Regions from separate parts of the Sus scrofa genome. Here all the other regions are linked to region 3. The links are chromatin contacts, called in public HiChIP or PLAC-seq maps. All regions are on one chromosome and are shown on one strand. The core of a region is the stretch at or near the end of the contact, and the rest is flanking DNA. Distances in the headings are between cores, read along the strand shown. Region 1 has its middle 120 kb from the start of RUNX1. Region 2 overlaps RUNX1 (runt related transcription factor 1). Region 3 has its middle 120 kb from the start of SETD4. Region 4 overlaps LOC106505851 (a long non-coding RNA gene).

Region 1 (3,591 bases), core at 602-3,101, 710 kb before region 3:
TCCCCAGAAATTTCAGAGAGAGTATGACGATACCAATGCCTTGAGTTTAGACTTCCAGATTCCAGGACTGTGAAAGAGCTAAACTTTCTTTTTTTCTAAGCCACCAAGCTTGTGGTACTTTGTCACTGCAGCCCTAGGAAATCCACATGCCCATTTATTCAGAAAATCCTGCTAGAATGAAAATGTTTGAAAAAAATTTATTACTGGGAGAGGACTTTGAATTCAGCTCTGAGGATTTTTTTCCAGTAGATTATTGTCAGAATTTTTTCTTGAACTATTTTAAGTAAGACTGTGCAACAGGCTTGGCCATATCCATTGAGAACTATTGATCTAGAACATTCTAAGCAGGTCTAGGCCCTTCTTCCCTCTGGACTTGCATCGAGGAGCAGAATGGAGACATAAGGCCATGGCCTCTCTGGACCATGTCTCCTCTGGAGCAGCCAGTTCTGCTTGCCCTTAAGGACCAGAAAGAGTAAGGCCTGGGTGTTCATCCCTCAAGAGAACTTCTAGACTCTTCATGTTAACAGAAGGGTGTCCAGAACAAAGCCCTAGGAAACACAGTGGAGATCTGTGCGTTGATATCAGGCAGATGTGCAGATTCCCTGATTAGATGTCCATCGTACTCAGCTTGCTGGGTCTACAGGTCCAGGTAGACTTTGGTAATGAATGGCCCGTCTGCCTCCTGAGACCAACATGATGGGACCTGAGAAGAATGCTGCTTATTCTCAAGGTCCTCTCCTCATGCCCAACGGTCATTATCCCTGTCCCTGTGCCCTGCTCTCTGCAACTTGGGATGACCTCTGTGGGCACAACTGCATTCCTGGGCTGCCTTGCCTTTGGCAGGAGATTGCAGGAAGAAGGGAGAGGTCAAAGTGTTTCTTTTCTCTTCCCTCTTTACCTGCCTTGCGGGGGTTCCACTGGGGACCAGGTTGCCTGGCTACAGCTCCTGTTGGTGGCTGCTCTCCTGCAGCTCTAGAGCTCAGCACCACCCTTTCGGTAGCTAGTTGATAGTCCCTACATCCTTCACTGTCCCTTAAGACTTGCCCAAGAGTTTCTATACCTGTACAGAGTTCCTTTCATTAAATTCTCCCTAATTTCCACAATTTAAGAGCCAGCCATCCTTTTCCTTCCAGGAGTTAAATGGCTATGGGAAGCACCAAGAAATATTAGCAAATATTTGTTATCGTTATTGTTTTATTCTTGCTCCTGCCAAGAATAAAAGATGCAGTGAGGACCTGGAGCCTATCTTTACCTGTGAAAACCACACAGGATAAGCCTTTTTTAGTCTGTGTACCATCTTCATGGAAATCATAACTCCAAAAGAGCCTGAGAATTCTGAGAACACCTTGCTTTGTTCTATGCCTTTTATTTTTTAAAGAGTTTATATCTACTGGAGGAATGCTTGCAACTTCTTCTGGGACAAATCATAGAGATGCTATTAGCGCCTCTCCCATTTCTCATGCTTTTGCCCAAGGACATCTCAATGGCACGTGCACAACTTACACCCCATTCTTGTGGCTTTTCAGCCAGCTCTCTTTTCCACTGAGCTGGGAGGACTCCGTTATGGAGTTTCTTTTCTTCCTCCTACAACTTTTCTTTGGCAGATTCCCGAAGCAGAGAATCCAACAAAAACTCCCTGATTACAATGCAATGTACCAGCTCATGTTGTAAAAGGTCACTCCACTTCATGGCATCCTGTGACACACACACAAAATCAGCTTAGTCAGAGGCATGTGCCATCTGACTAACGATAGGACTTGAATTGGGCATTGTGCAGTGTAGCTGTAGCAGGTGGCCCTGTCACTCTACGGTACCCCGTGTCAAATGAGCAATGCCCAGTGGTGCCAAGAAACCTCATGAGTGAGTACAGAAAAATCTCCAGTGTCAGCCTGATGCAAGTGCTCTCTGCACACGGTACACACTCAGTGCCCAATAACAAGACCATGTCCAAAGCCAAATGGAACTTCAACAGCAAAGCAGAAGCTGCAAAAGCCAAATGGGGGAAGCACAGTGTGCCAGTTTAACTTCCTTGAAATTGCTGGTGCAGCCTCGGGAATCACAGAAAGATGGAGGAACCGTTGGCCGATGGAGGAAAAAACACTCAGTTAAAGAAAAGGCAAATAGAGACAAGTGCAGCAAGAGACAAATATGAGGTTCCTATTTATGAGTATTCTATACTCTAGGTAATGATGACTTGTCCCGAAGTTCCAACAGAGGTACAGATGTAAATCCTGAGTCAGTGTCTTTCGGAAAGCGTCATTGCATGCATAAATAAAAATGAAAAGAAAATTGGTTGCCTCTGAGTGGGTGGGGATTGACTGGCAATGAGCTTAAAAGAAATTTGTCTTGTTCTACATCTTGATAAGGGTTCATTATACATCTGTGTGCCTTTGTCAAAACTTTTAGAAGGATACATATAAGATTTCCTCATTTCACTGCAGGCAACTTTTTCCTAAAAATGTACATAAATAAATATTGAGCTCTTGCTAATGATATGCATAAGGAAATGCTTACAGATGAAGTGCATTGATGTCTGCAACTTGCTTTAAAATGCCTCAGAAGTCATATGGACTGATGGATAGAAAGATGAAAAGTTAGATAGATACATAAAGCAAATACAGCAAACTGTTAGTTGTAGAATCTAGACTGTGGGTATGAGTATTTTCTATAAATTGCTTCCAATGTTTTGTATGTTTGAAAGTTTCAGTTAAAAAATGCTGGGGAGGAGTTCCTGTCGTGGCTCAGTGGTTAACGAATCTGACTAGGAACCATAAGGTTGCGGGTTTAGTCCCTGCCCTTGCTCAGTGGGTTAACGATCCAGTGTTGCCGTGAGCTGTGGTGTAGGTTGCAGACGCGGCTCGGATCCCGCGTTGCTGTGGCTCTGGTGTAGGCTGGCGGCTACAACTCCGATTCGACCCCTAGCCTGGGAAACTCCATATGCCGCAGGAGCGGCCCAAGAAATAGCAAAAAGATAAATAAATAAATAAATAAATAAATAAATAAATAAATAAAATTTAAAAAAAATAAAAAATGCTGGAAAAAAAAAATGAAAAGAAATAGAAAGGAAAAATTCCAGGGCTTCTCAAGGAGTTGAGGATATTTTACAAAGGTGACATCATGCTGTCAAATTATTAAAATAATTGCTTTTAGAAATGCATACCTCATAGGATGAGACACAGGTAAAACTCAAAGTAAAATTGAATTCTCCCAAACTGAATCTGGCTATAAAAAGCCGTCCCTAGGGTGATGAATAGGGATTTATGTGGGAAGATACATGAGTGTGGCAAGATTGCAAGAGATGTGTGATTTTGAAGAGAACCTTCCTTCTTTTCTTTCTCTCTTTCTCTCTTTCTCTCTCTCTCTCTCTCTCTTTCTCTCTTTCTCTTTCTTATCCAGCAATGCTGGATCCACGCTGCATCTGTGACCCATGCCACAGCTGTTGCAATGCCAGATCCTTGACCCACTGAGCGAGGACAGAGCTCAAGGATTCACAACTTCAGGGATACTACTTGGGTTCGTAACCTGCTGATCCACACAGGAACTCCAGAAGAGGCTATTTCTTAAAAAGCACTTTAAGGCTGAAGATTGACT
Region 2 (3,623 bases), core at 796-3,295, 850 kb before region 3:
GGAGGGGTCCAGTCGCCACATCTTTTTTATTTCCTGGCCCATGAGGAGGTGGAAGCGATCATAGGGCACTGGTTCCTAAGGTTTCTCTGGAGCAGTGCTTCTCAAACAGGGTGACTGTAGCCCTCGGGGACATTGGGTCTTGCCTACAGACAGTTTCCGTTGTCATGTCTTGAAGCGATAGCGCCACTGGCATCTAGTGGGTGGGGATGGGGACACGGCTATACCTCCTGCCACGCACAGGCCCCCTCAACAAAGCATGAGTGAGGGGCAGAATCAGAGCTGCAGCTGCCTGTCTATGTCACAGCCACAGCAATGCCAGATCCAAGCCCCATCTATGACCTACACCACAGCTCGTGGAAAGGCTGGATCCTTAACTCACTGAGCAGGGCCAGGGATTGAACCTGTGTCCTCATGGATATGTGTTGGGTTCATTTCCTCTAAGCACAACGGGAGCTCCACCTGCGTTTCTCAGAACTGAGATCTCAGGCTCTGCCTCTTAGTTTTACTGGGAGTAGAAGCTCGTGGTGCCAAGGCACACATGGCCCAAGTAGGGACCCGGAGTCAGCCCTAGGCTCCTTCCATCCACCCCACACCTCACCCACTCATCAGCCATTTACTACCAGCAGCAAGATGAGCCAGTCCTCAAGGGTGCATTAGATGCTCATGCTCGACCACAGGAAGGATGGGATTGGGGTTCACATTTTGGATTTGGTTTACCATACTGTGTAAACAGGAAATGGGAAAATCAAGCAGAATGGAGTCTAAGGGAAAAAGGCAAGCCAAATAGAAAGGAAAGGTTCTATGATGGGTAGAAGCCACCTGAGGGTTCTGTGCCAGGCCCCCCTCAGGCTAGTACGCAAGGTGGTGTCATCACAGTCACACTGCACAGATGCGAAAGGGATGCCAGAGAGGGGAGGTCTTCTCCCCAAGGTGACTCTGCAGGAGCAGAGCTGGCCTTTGCGCAGGGGCTCTGCCCTGGTCACAGGAGGCGAGTGGGTAAGGCAGAGAGCATCCGCTCCCCCTGGGCTCTGCTGTACAAGCTGTGTGGTCCAGAGGCAGGCTGGCTTGCTTTCTTTCTTTCTTTCTTTCTTTCTTTCTTTCTTTCTTTCTTTCTTTCTTTCTTTCTTTCTTTCTTTCTTTCAAGGGCTGCACCTGCAGCATATGGATGTTCCCAGGCTAGGGGTCAAATTGGAGCTGCAGCTGCTGGCCTACACCACAGCCACAGCAATGCCAGATCTGAGCCGCATCTGTGACCTATGCCGATGCAGCTCAAGGCAACATCAGATCCTTAACCCACTGAGCAAGGCCAGGGGTCGAACCCATGTCCTGGACACTAGTCAGGTTCGTTACTGCTGAGCCACAAGGGGGAACTCCCCTGGTGGCCTTCTTAACTCATCTTTGCTTCATGCTCCTTTTAAAATTTTAATTAAATGAGGCTTCCGGGGTGTACTTTTCTCACAAAGCTTTTGATGAAAAGAAATGATGGCAGGGACATGCCTCTGGGAGAACGTTAGATGTTTTCAGTATTTACAAACGTCAACATAACTTTAATTACCGAACTGACACGAAGACCAGACCTTTCCTTCTACGAGCCTGGGACAGAGGCACTGTGCCCCCACTGTGCGCTCCCTGTCACTTGCCCTGGATGTTTCCAGAACCCATCACAGGGCCTAGGCCACAGGAGTTTTCCAGGCTCATGTGAGGCCACAGGGGTCAAAGTCCCTGTCTGATTTCGACTCCTTCAGGCTCTGCGGTCTTTATAGAAAAGCAGCTGAGAGAGGAGGCTGTTTTGAAACTCCAGCTGCTTCTGTGGAAATGACCAGTTGGATTCTACACTGACCCGGTGGGGGTGAAATCAGAGCACAAAATGGCAAAAAGCCCTGGCCTCAGGGGAAGCCCACTGTGGGCGTGTCAGCATGGGCCTGGGGCCAGGCCTCCCCAGAAAGAACCAAATAAAGCCTGAGTAAAGTTCAAGTGGAGCTGGGGTCCAGGGAGGAGAAGGAAGCCCGGGGTGGGGGCACTGTAGAAGGAAGAGAGAGATTGGAGAGATAGAGCCTGCAGAAGTGGGGCTAGGGTGGCCAGGCCCTGGGTGTATGCAGACGGCACTCACTAAGCATAAGAAGGGCATTTTCTGAGTCATAAGAGTTTCCCCAGCTATCATCTTCAGTTTACACTACAGAGTTTTTATTTCCCTGTCAGATGCACACAAGGAAAGCAAGTCTTTTGAGCTAACACAGAATCCCCTTTCCAAAGGAGCTTTATTAGTTTATTATTACTTTTTATTGCGAAGAATAATTAGCACGAGCGCCTTTTAATTTGTTCCCATTAAGATGTTTGCATAACAACAATTAGAGGCTGGCGGGGCTCCCTGCTTCTAGGCAAACAGGGGACTCTCCCTGGCTGGGAGCTGGCTTCCAGGGGGGGAAATGTAATTAATTACTGCGTCCTTTGCCACGTGGAGCCCAGGGAGAAAGGGAAGGAACTTTCTGCGCCTCTGTGGTAACTCACTGTAGACTAATCAGATGAAAAATGCCTTTTATACAAATAAGGTTAAAGAGGAAAAAAAGAAAACCTCAAACCCACCTACTTGAGAAAAGGATTTATAATGATGTCAGAAGGCTGGTGACGGGGACTTTCGAAATTACAGATGTTTCTGCAGAAGGATCGAGAGAATTATCCTCAAAGGTCCACCAGTGAGTGGGTCTCTGGCTTCGCAACTGGGACCTGTGGTGTGGGAGGGTCCAGGTTACAGTGGGGAGAGGGGGTTGTGTGTGTGTGGGGGGTATGTGGCCACTTTTGTTGTCACAGCTGAATCAGCTGCTTCTGGGTAGAATTTTTATCCCAGCCACAGGAGTACCTGGATGTGAGGGTTTGCTGGGAGCTCCACTGAAAACCCTGGCCAGGGTCGAGGTGCTGACAGGCTGGCTCCCAGGAGCTTGCTGGCTTCCTAAAGGATGGACTTGGGTATGAGGTCCCTAATTTGGGGGTGGGTCCTTCTCTGGGTTTTCTGTACTTGGATCCCAGGACATGGACTGGGATGGGGCAAGAGAGGCACCCAGGACATAGAATTTAAGTTGGTGCTGTCTCTCCAAGTTATGCAAGTTCAGGGTCAGCCTTATATGACCCCAAGAGTGAGCACTTCTTTAAGGTTTCTTAAGGAAGCACATTGCTGAATCAAACCAGTCTTATCTCAGATGGACAAATTTGATGAGTTGGCTGGAAAGAAAGACTTAGGCATGGTCTCCCCAAACTCCCACCTCCCAGCCAGCATCTCATCATCATCTTGGGAACAGGTGATTTTGATGTTCATTTCAGTTTGAGCTCTGCTGGCTTGGAGAACATCTTTTGTAGACAATCCTGGAACCACCAGAATGTCTCCCTTGGGGGCAGCTCTGATGGGTAGGGGCTATGAGCATGAAATTAGTGAGCCGGGGAGGCATCAATACCAACAGTGGGGACCTAAAGCCACCGGAAGCCTCCAGAGGATGCATTGCAGTCCAAGAAATGGACTTGACAGTGGACAGTGGCCCCAGCTTGAGGTCACCCAAGGATCAGCCCCACACAGCATCGCCTGCTGATCACAGGGACCTTGGCAAGTCTCTAGCTCCATAAAGCTCAGCTCT
Region 3 (3,728 bases), core at 603-3,102:
ATCCTGGAAAAGGAGGGCAGTGACTGGCCACCTCTACCACACTCTCCCTTTTGTGACGGTGCGGTGCATCCTTAAGTATTGGCACAGAGAAGGAACAAAATACCTAACTGTTAAACGAACAAATAAACAAATGAATGGATGAAATCCTTAAAAGAATGCTAATTTAGGAACAGATATGGGGGAGTTCCTGTTGTGGCACAGTGGAAATGAATCTGACTAGTATCCATGAGGATACCAATTCGATCCCTGGCCTCATGCAGTGGGTCAGGGATCTGGCATTGTCGTGAGCTGTGGGGTAGGCCACAGACTCGGCTCAGATCCTGCGTTGCTATGGCTGTGGCATAGGTTTGCAGCTGTAGCTGCAATTTGACTCCTAGCCTGGTAATGTCCATATGCTGAATGTAGCCCTAAAAAGCAGAAATATGTATGTATGTATATATGTGTGTGTGTGTGTGTGTGTGTGTGTGTGTGTATGGACAGATTGCTAGAATGTTTATGGTTCATTTTTTCCTATCAATTTCTCAAAAGTGAAATTTAAGTTTAACTAGATAAATAAGTTGATGTAGAAATTGTATATTTGACTAAGTGAAGTCAGAAAGGGAAAGACAAATACCATATGATATCACTTATATTGTGGAATCTAAAATATGGCACAAATGAACCTATCTACAAAACAGAAACAGACCCACAGACATAGAGAACAGACTTGTGGTTGCCAAGGGGGAGAGGGGAGGGACGGTATAGCCTGGGAGTTTGGAGTTAGTAGAGGCAAACTATTATGTTTAGATTGGATAAGCAATGAGGTCCACTGTACAGCATGGGGAGCTATAGCCAGCCTCTTGGGATAGACCATGATGGAAGATACTGTAAGAAAGGGAATATATATATATATATATATATATATATATATATATATATATGACTGGGTCACTTTTCTGTACAGTGGAAATTGGCACAACATTATAAATCAACTATACTTTAATTTTTTTAAAAAAAGAAAGAAATTGTACATTTGTATGTCAGAGTCAGAATAGCAATGTAAATACCCCATTGATGACTCCATCATATTTTTCCCCAGCATTTCCCACACGCATGTGGTCATGGAACACTTTTGTTAGAGAATATCCACTAACAAGTCATGAGACATTCATGAAAATTATCTCCTGCCTAAAATCTTAGCAGAAAAATAGAATGTAACCATTCATCTTCTCAGGTAAGACCTTAAAGAAATCAGTTTACACATACACAAAATATATAGAGATTTTTAGAGCAGCAACACATAGAGAAATTACTGCATGACACTGTAATGGTGGACACATGTCATTATACACTTGTCCAAACCCATTGTATGTACAACACCAAGAGTAAACTGCAAGATAGACTATGGACTTTGGGTGATTATGATGGAGGTTCATTAATTGTGACAGGCGTAGCCCTTAGGTGTGGAGTGTTGATAATGGAGGAGGCTATGCATGTAGCAGGGGGATGGAGGCTTGGTATATGGGAAGTCCCTGTACATCCTGCTCAGTTTTGTTGTGCAGTCAACTTCCCTAAAACATAAAATCTATTTTTTCAAAAAGCAACAGAAGAGAAGTCTTTTCAGAGCACACTGATAATAGTTCCGTGGTACCTTCCCATGGCTGTGAAGAACTGGACAGATTGACCTGATTGCGTGGCAGCGTCCTCTCCACAATGATTTCCCAATAATCACAGAAGGTTAGAAATGGCAGGGACCTTCAATGTCATCGAAGCCATCCATCTGCCCTCCGATCCTGATGTCACTGCAGGACTGAGAGGAAACAACCTCAGAACGAAACCTCATGACATGATCTCATTGGTACCTGCGGTCTGGATAACATCACTTCACTTTAAGTAAACACTGAAAAGGGAAGATCATCCAGACAGACAATCTCAGATGCACTATATATGGGGACGAGGGGATTGGAAGCAGTAGTCCAGGCAATCTGGCATTTGTTTGGAAAACACATCTGGAAATTGAAATGTGCTTGATGCATTCAGCGTATGCCCAGAGGTCTTTGAGGAAGCGTGCTCATAAAGAAGATGGGACTGTGTTAGCAACTGTGATTGATGCTGCTTTCATGCTGCAGCTCTTGCTCAAAAAGGAAGTTAGTCCAGTTCCCTTTTAAACAGTTTCTCAGCAGCAGGTGGCCACAAACCACTCAGAAAGCCAGTTTCGAGACAACATGAAGGAGTTGTCTCGAAATTCCACTGTTTGGTAATGATTCTCCATTCAACCATTAAAGGGTATGAGAGTGAGGGCAGAGAGGGTAGAGTTTTAGTCGGTAATAGTCTCTTGGAGTTATAAAAGTCCACAAAGAGCCTGGGTCATTTCTCCCATTTCAAAGAAATGTTATAAAATGCTTGTACTAATTAAAAACTCAGTGTTGGAAACCTCTTGTAAGTAGCATGATTTGGGGGGAGAGGGTTGAGGAGGAAGTCAACTGAAAACGGTTTGGAGCAATGTATTGGCTAAATATGTAACTTTTCCACCATAGATTTCATTTTTCCACTAATGAGTTCTTTTTCTTCTCTACATTTAGTCTGGAAAACTTCCAGACTGGGAGATTTTTTTTTCCAAATTCTGGTGTTTGTTTTCGTTGAACTAAGTTGATTGACAACACTATGTTAGTTTCAGGCATACAGCAAAGTGATTCAGATATATATGTACATATATGTGTATATAAGTATGTGTCTACACATATGATTTATCAGATTCTTTTCTATTATAGGTTACTACAAGACACTGAATACAGTTCCCTGTGCTACACAGTAGGTCCTTGTGTTTATCTAGTTTATATATAGCAGTGTGTGTCTATTAATCCCACACTCATTTATCCCCTCCCTCTTTCCCCTTTGGTAACCACAAGTTTATTTTCTGTGACCACTAATGAATTTTGAGTCTCCAGAAAGTAAAAAAAGACTATTTCTCCATTTGTCTGAGCAGGAATCCATTTTAACGAAGTTAAGTCCGGAGCCTGAAAGAAACTAGACAATACTAGAACATAATCGTGCTCATTTTAAAAGAAAAAGAAAAGAGAGCCAGGTTAATGTTGAAGACGGTAAATACAAATGAAAAATGTGTCACTCGATGTATTACTAAAAGGATGGATATATTTTCAAATGCGACTCATTCCATTGAAACAGGAAGGGGGTGAAGAGCAGAAGAACACGAGCATCTGACGAGGCAGTTAACCTAACTCAGCGAGAGAGCTCTGCTCCTGGCAGGGGAGGAGGGTACCCTCCTCCGGGTGGGGGCGCGGGGCTGGACCAGCTCACTCCAGCCAGTGGCCTGTGGAGAGAGAGTCATGGAAACGCGCGCGCGCACACGCACACGCGCACCAGCCAGAGAGTGCGAAAGAGAGAGGGGCTGCACCAACCCCTTTGGGACCAAGGCAGCTGAAGACATCGCTCAGAAAGAAAGAAATCGAGAAAAAAAATGGGGAGAGTCGGGGGATGGTTCTTAGACACTTCCGGTTTGTGTTGCCGGACTGGAATAGATGTTTGCTCAAACTTACAATGTTATAACTGGAGTTCCCGTCGTGGCGCAGTGGTTAACGGAATCCGACTTGGACCATGAGGTTGCAGGTTCAGTCCCTGCCCTTGCTCAGTGGTTACGATCCGGCGTTGCCCTGAGCTGTGGTGTAGGTTGCAGACGCGGCTCGGATCCCGCATTGCTGTGGCTCTGACGTAGGCCGGTGGCTACAGCT
Region 4 (3,659 bases), core at 1,156-3,655, 630 kb before region 3:
GTGTAGGCCAGCAGCTACAGCTCCGATTGGACCCCCCTAGCCTGGGAACCTCCATATGCCACGGGAGCGGCCCAAGAAATGGCAAAAAGACAAAAAAAAAAAAAAAAGAAATATGTCCTCATACAGTTATAGGGAGCAAATCTTTCACACCTGTAAAGATCAATGACCTTCTCCATTTAATTAATCATAAGATGACCAAGTTAATAGTCAGAAATGGGTCTAAAAGATCAACAGGATTAGAGGAAAGAAAGTATGACCCCTCACAAGAATGCTGAAGTGCTTCTACCATTTAAGCTGTTTTTCTTTGGCAGTCCAATTTTAGGTAAAAATGATTGGGAGCTTGGGATTAATAGATGCAAACTATTGCTTTTGGACTTGATTAGCAATGAGATCCTGTTGTGTAGCACTGAGAACTATGTCTAGTCACTTATGATGGAGCATGATAATGGGAGAAAAAAGAATGTATACATGTATGTGTAACTGGGTCACCCTACTGTACAGTAGAGAAAAAAATTGTATTGGGGAAGTAACAAGAAAAAAATGAAGGAGTGATGAGAAGAGAATTTGCTGCTATGGAGAATAATAACAGGACAGAAACAACAGAAACAAAGTGATAAATTCTAAAAGCTGTTTATGTCTCTGTGACTCTTCTTATCCCCCACCTTTTTTTAACTCCATTGATACCCTGATACCTTGTTTCATTTTCATTTTTCCAGTTGTGGCATCTTCAGTTGGCCTTTGATACCATGTGAACAAAGGAGTTCAGCTCAAGCCAACAAAAACTTCTTCATACTACTGTCTCTGCTTTCCCAACTCCTCTTTCCAGCCTGCCTTCCAGTAGTATGGATTCAAAGCACGCTAACTCCCATCTCCTCTCCCACTTGCTCTTAATGAGTAATATGCTCTTCTGCCAAGAAAAGATGACACTCCTTGTCATCCCTCCAGCTCCTGTGGTCAAAATTAATTAATTCAACCAATATTTATTAAGCATTACCATGAGTTAGACAGAGGGTAAGCAATGAAACTCCCTGCACCCACCACACCCATAGTCCTCTCTAAAAATACAGAAAGAACAATTATTCTCCTTTGAACTTAGAATATGTATTCTCAAAGGACCTTAGCTGAAAAAAACTGCTGAATTCATTTCAAACTATTCACTTTAAAATTGTTTAATCCATTAAAGTACCTACCAAGCTATACCATTTGATTGTCATTTATTTTACTGAAGTCTACTCAGTGAAAATATTTTATTCTCAGGAAAGAAAATTAATTCATTTTTTAATTCTGTTTTCAGCCTGGTCTGAAACTATCAGAATCAGCTTTGGGGTTCAGTCACAAAGAGGAACTTCATAATAGTGCATTCAAATAGCCAAATCAGATTTTTCTACCAAATAAGTGCAATGGAAGCAAGCTCTCATCTAAATGTGGAAACTATGATCTCATGCCAGAATTTTAGGGAAATGAACTTTATGTCTAGTGACCCTTAATATCAGGAATTATTATTCCTCATTTGTTAAATTTCTACCTGTAAAGAACAAATCTAAGATATCTGTCTTAATAGAGTTTTTAGAAAATAATTTGGAAAAAAACAAAAATAGAAATAGGTCTTGTGTAAAGATTGTGATATTTCAAGTGATCATGGTTTTTTTTCTCTAAATATGTCTTTATTATTCTTTCATATCATTTTTGTAGTTTTTATTGAAATACAGTTAATTTACAAGGTTGTGTTAGTTTCAAGTGTACAGCAAAATGATTCAGGTATATAGATAGATATAAATATATTAAAATAAATATATATGTTCTTTTTCAGGTTATTTTCCATTATAGGTAATCATGCCATATTTTATAATGCAAAAACACCCAAGAGCTTTAACATATTTTTATATATTTCCTCCTGTGTTAAGGAAAAAGTATAAGCTCACAAAATATGAACATGCCTGATTTCTCGTATGTTTTTTGGTTTGTTTTTATTGTTGCTCAGTTCAGTACATTTAAAACTATCATAATATTTTGTAGAAAAGTGTTTCTACATGAATGAACTCTTTCTGAAATCCCCTAAATCTTACATTGGCCAAAGCTAGATTTACTGGCATAAAGAGTCCTCAGCTTCCTGCTTCTGACCCATAATTTTATATGTGAAAGTCATCGTCAAAGCTTGCAAGGCAAGTTGTGTTGAGCATTTCCAGATACCAAACCTCCCCTCTGTGATTTCAAAAAGTCAACAGCTGCTCAGCCTGTTCTTCCCATCACTGTTCTTGATTGCGTTAGAAAAAAAAAAAAATCCATCTCTAAAAAAATTGTGAAAACTGAGAACAGAAAAGCAACCAGTGGCAACTGAGAGGCACTATGCTGTTATCATCCTCAGCTCATTTTCTTGGGCTTTTGCCCAATGGGACTGAATTCTCTTCACAGCAAGGGATGGTTTCAGCTGACCTGCTGTGAATGTCCCAAGTGAGTCACTGCCGTTAACTCCATCAACGCCATTTGCTGTCCACTTGGACATTTCTGAACAGCTGCTGGGCTCCAGTGCCAACTTCTAACTGGAAATATGGCTGGTCTGACTCAGTTTCAGAAGGGACAAGAGGGAAGGAGGGAGGAGGGGAGGGGGGAGAGAGAAAACACACATGCCTCCTCCTCTCAAAAAAGACTGACAACTCTGTTTTTTTCCATTGATTATGGTGGAAAAACTTTTTGAAGAAGTGAGAATACTAAACTCAGTTTGTCACATCTCCCTATTTTGTCTCATTATTTTATTCATGAAGTTGGGTTGGGATTTTATATTGAAGTTATGCGTTGATGTGGAAATTTGCAACCCATAACATGTCACCCCATTTCCACTTTTTTTTTAGCCATATTCATCTTATTTTCCAAACGCAAAAGTGAATATTTCCTTTACTCTAAAAATATTTTTCATAAAATTGAAAATCCATTTTGAATCAATCAACAACTTTTTTTGGAGCATTTGCTAGAACAGGCTTCTGGACTAGACATTAACGAGGATTCTGAGAAATATCAGACATGATCCTTGGATTCAAGAATTTGTAATAAAATGAAGAGAAAAGGCCTGTTGAAATAGATGGTCCAGGAACAATATGAGGGAGTTTGCGTAAAAGTGCCAGATGCCTGGTAGAGCTACCAGGGGCTGCAAGAACTCAGAGCAAGTCTCTGGGCTGGTGGTTTTAAATCTGGGATGATGGTAACTGATACTAACAACTGAAATTAAATTAACTTTATAAACATGGACTCTGTCATAGCTGGGCATGCAGCCTAAGTGTCTAAGTTAAAGGCTGAAATATGCTCACATGACCTCAGCATTTTATTTCAGGGGACGTCTTTGATTTATATGTGCATTGTTGTGTGTGCAAACACACATGAACATTTTTTAAAAACTCTTATATTACCAGAGACACTGAGGAAGTGACAGAATACTTGTTCTCTTGTGGACATTTATCTACTATTTTGTGGGAAGTGAACAAACATCAGTCAGGTCTCCGGGACTTACTAAGAGTTATAAAATTGATTAATAGGGTTAAAAGGGTGCTTTCATTTTTTTTTTTTAGCATTTTGATAACTTTATTTTTTTATTTAATGATTTTTATTTTTTTTCCATTATACCTGGTTTACAGGGTTTTTTAAATTTTCTTCTGTCCAGCAAGGTG

What was found. HiChIP or PLAC-seq counts read pairs in DNA pulled down with a chosen protein or histone mark.
Region 1: an H3K27ac HiChIP or PLAC-seq map of alveolar macrophages shows a contact between it and region 3. The contact joins two enhancer-like sites. A contact is called at or near these places in 1 of 47 Hi-C or Micro-C datasets (embryonic fibroblasts) and 1 of 2 datasets of contacts at active chromatin or transcription factors (alveolar macrophages).
Region 2: a contact with region 3 is called in an H3K27ac HiChIP or PLAC-seq map of alveolar macrophages. The contact joins two enhancer-like sites. A contact is called at or near these places in 1 of 47 Hi-C or Micro-C datasets (embryonic fibroblasts) and 1 of 2 datasets of contacts at active chromatin or transcription factors (alveolar macrophages).
Region 4: a contact with region 3 is called in an H3K27ac HiChIP or PLAC-seq map of alveolar macrophages. The contact joins two enhancer-like sites. A contact is called at or near these places in 1 of 47 Hi-C or Micro-C datasets (embryonic fibroblasts) and 1 of 2 datasets of contacts at active chromatin or transcription factors (alveolar macrophages).

The regions. Positions count from the first base shown.
Region 1 is chr13:198,753,325-198,756,915 of Sscrofa11.1, forward strand. No RefSeq gene overlaps it. Among named protein-coding and RNA genes, the nearest start is that of RUNX1, 120 kb to the left of the region's middle. Within about 2 kb of position 1,852, at least 10 of the 83 cell types and tissues checked have an H3K27ac peak or open chromatin away from gene starts, as enhancers often do. A contact at or near this core is called in alveolar macrophages, where this site is marked.
Region 2 is chr13:198,617,521-198,621,143 of Sscrofa11.1, forward strand. The region is part of intron 1 of RUNX1 (runt related transcription factor 1); the gene reads right to left. Among named protein-coding and RNA genes, the nearest start is that of RUNX1, 16 kb to the right of the region's middle. Within about 2 kb of position 2,046, at least 24 of the 83 cell types and tissues checked have an H3K27ac peak or open chromatin away from gene starts, as enhancers often do. A contact at or near this core is called in alveolar macrophages, where this site is marked.
Region 3 is chr13:199,463,344-199,467,071 of Sscrofa11.1, forward strand. No RefSeq gene overlaps it. Among named protein-coding and RNA genes, the nearest start is that of SETD4, 120 kb to the right of the region's middle. Within about 2 kb of position 1,853, at least 12 of the 83 cell types and tissues checked have an H3K27ac peak or open chromatin away from gene starts, as enhancers often do. A contact at or near this core is called in alveolar macrophages, where this site is marked.
Region 4 is chr13:198,832,241-198,835,899 of Sscrofa11.1, forward strand. The region is part of intron 1 of LOC106505851 (a long non-coding RNA gene); the gene reads left to right. Among named protein-coding and RNA genes, the nearest start is that of RUNX1, 200 kb to the left of the region's middle. Within about 2 kb of position 2,406, at least 19 of the 83 cell types and tissues checked have an H3K27ac peak or open chromatin away from gene starts, as enhancers often do. A contact at or near this core is called in alveolar macrophages, where this site is marked.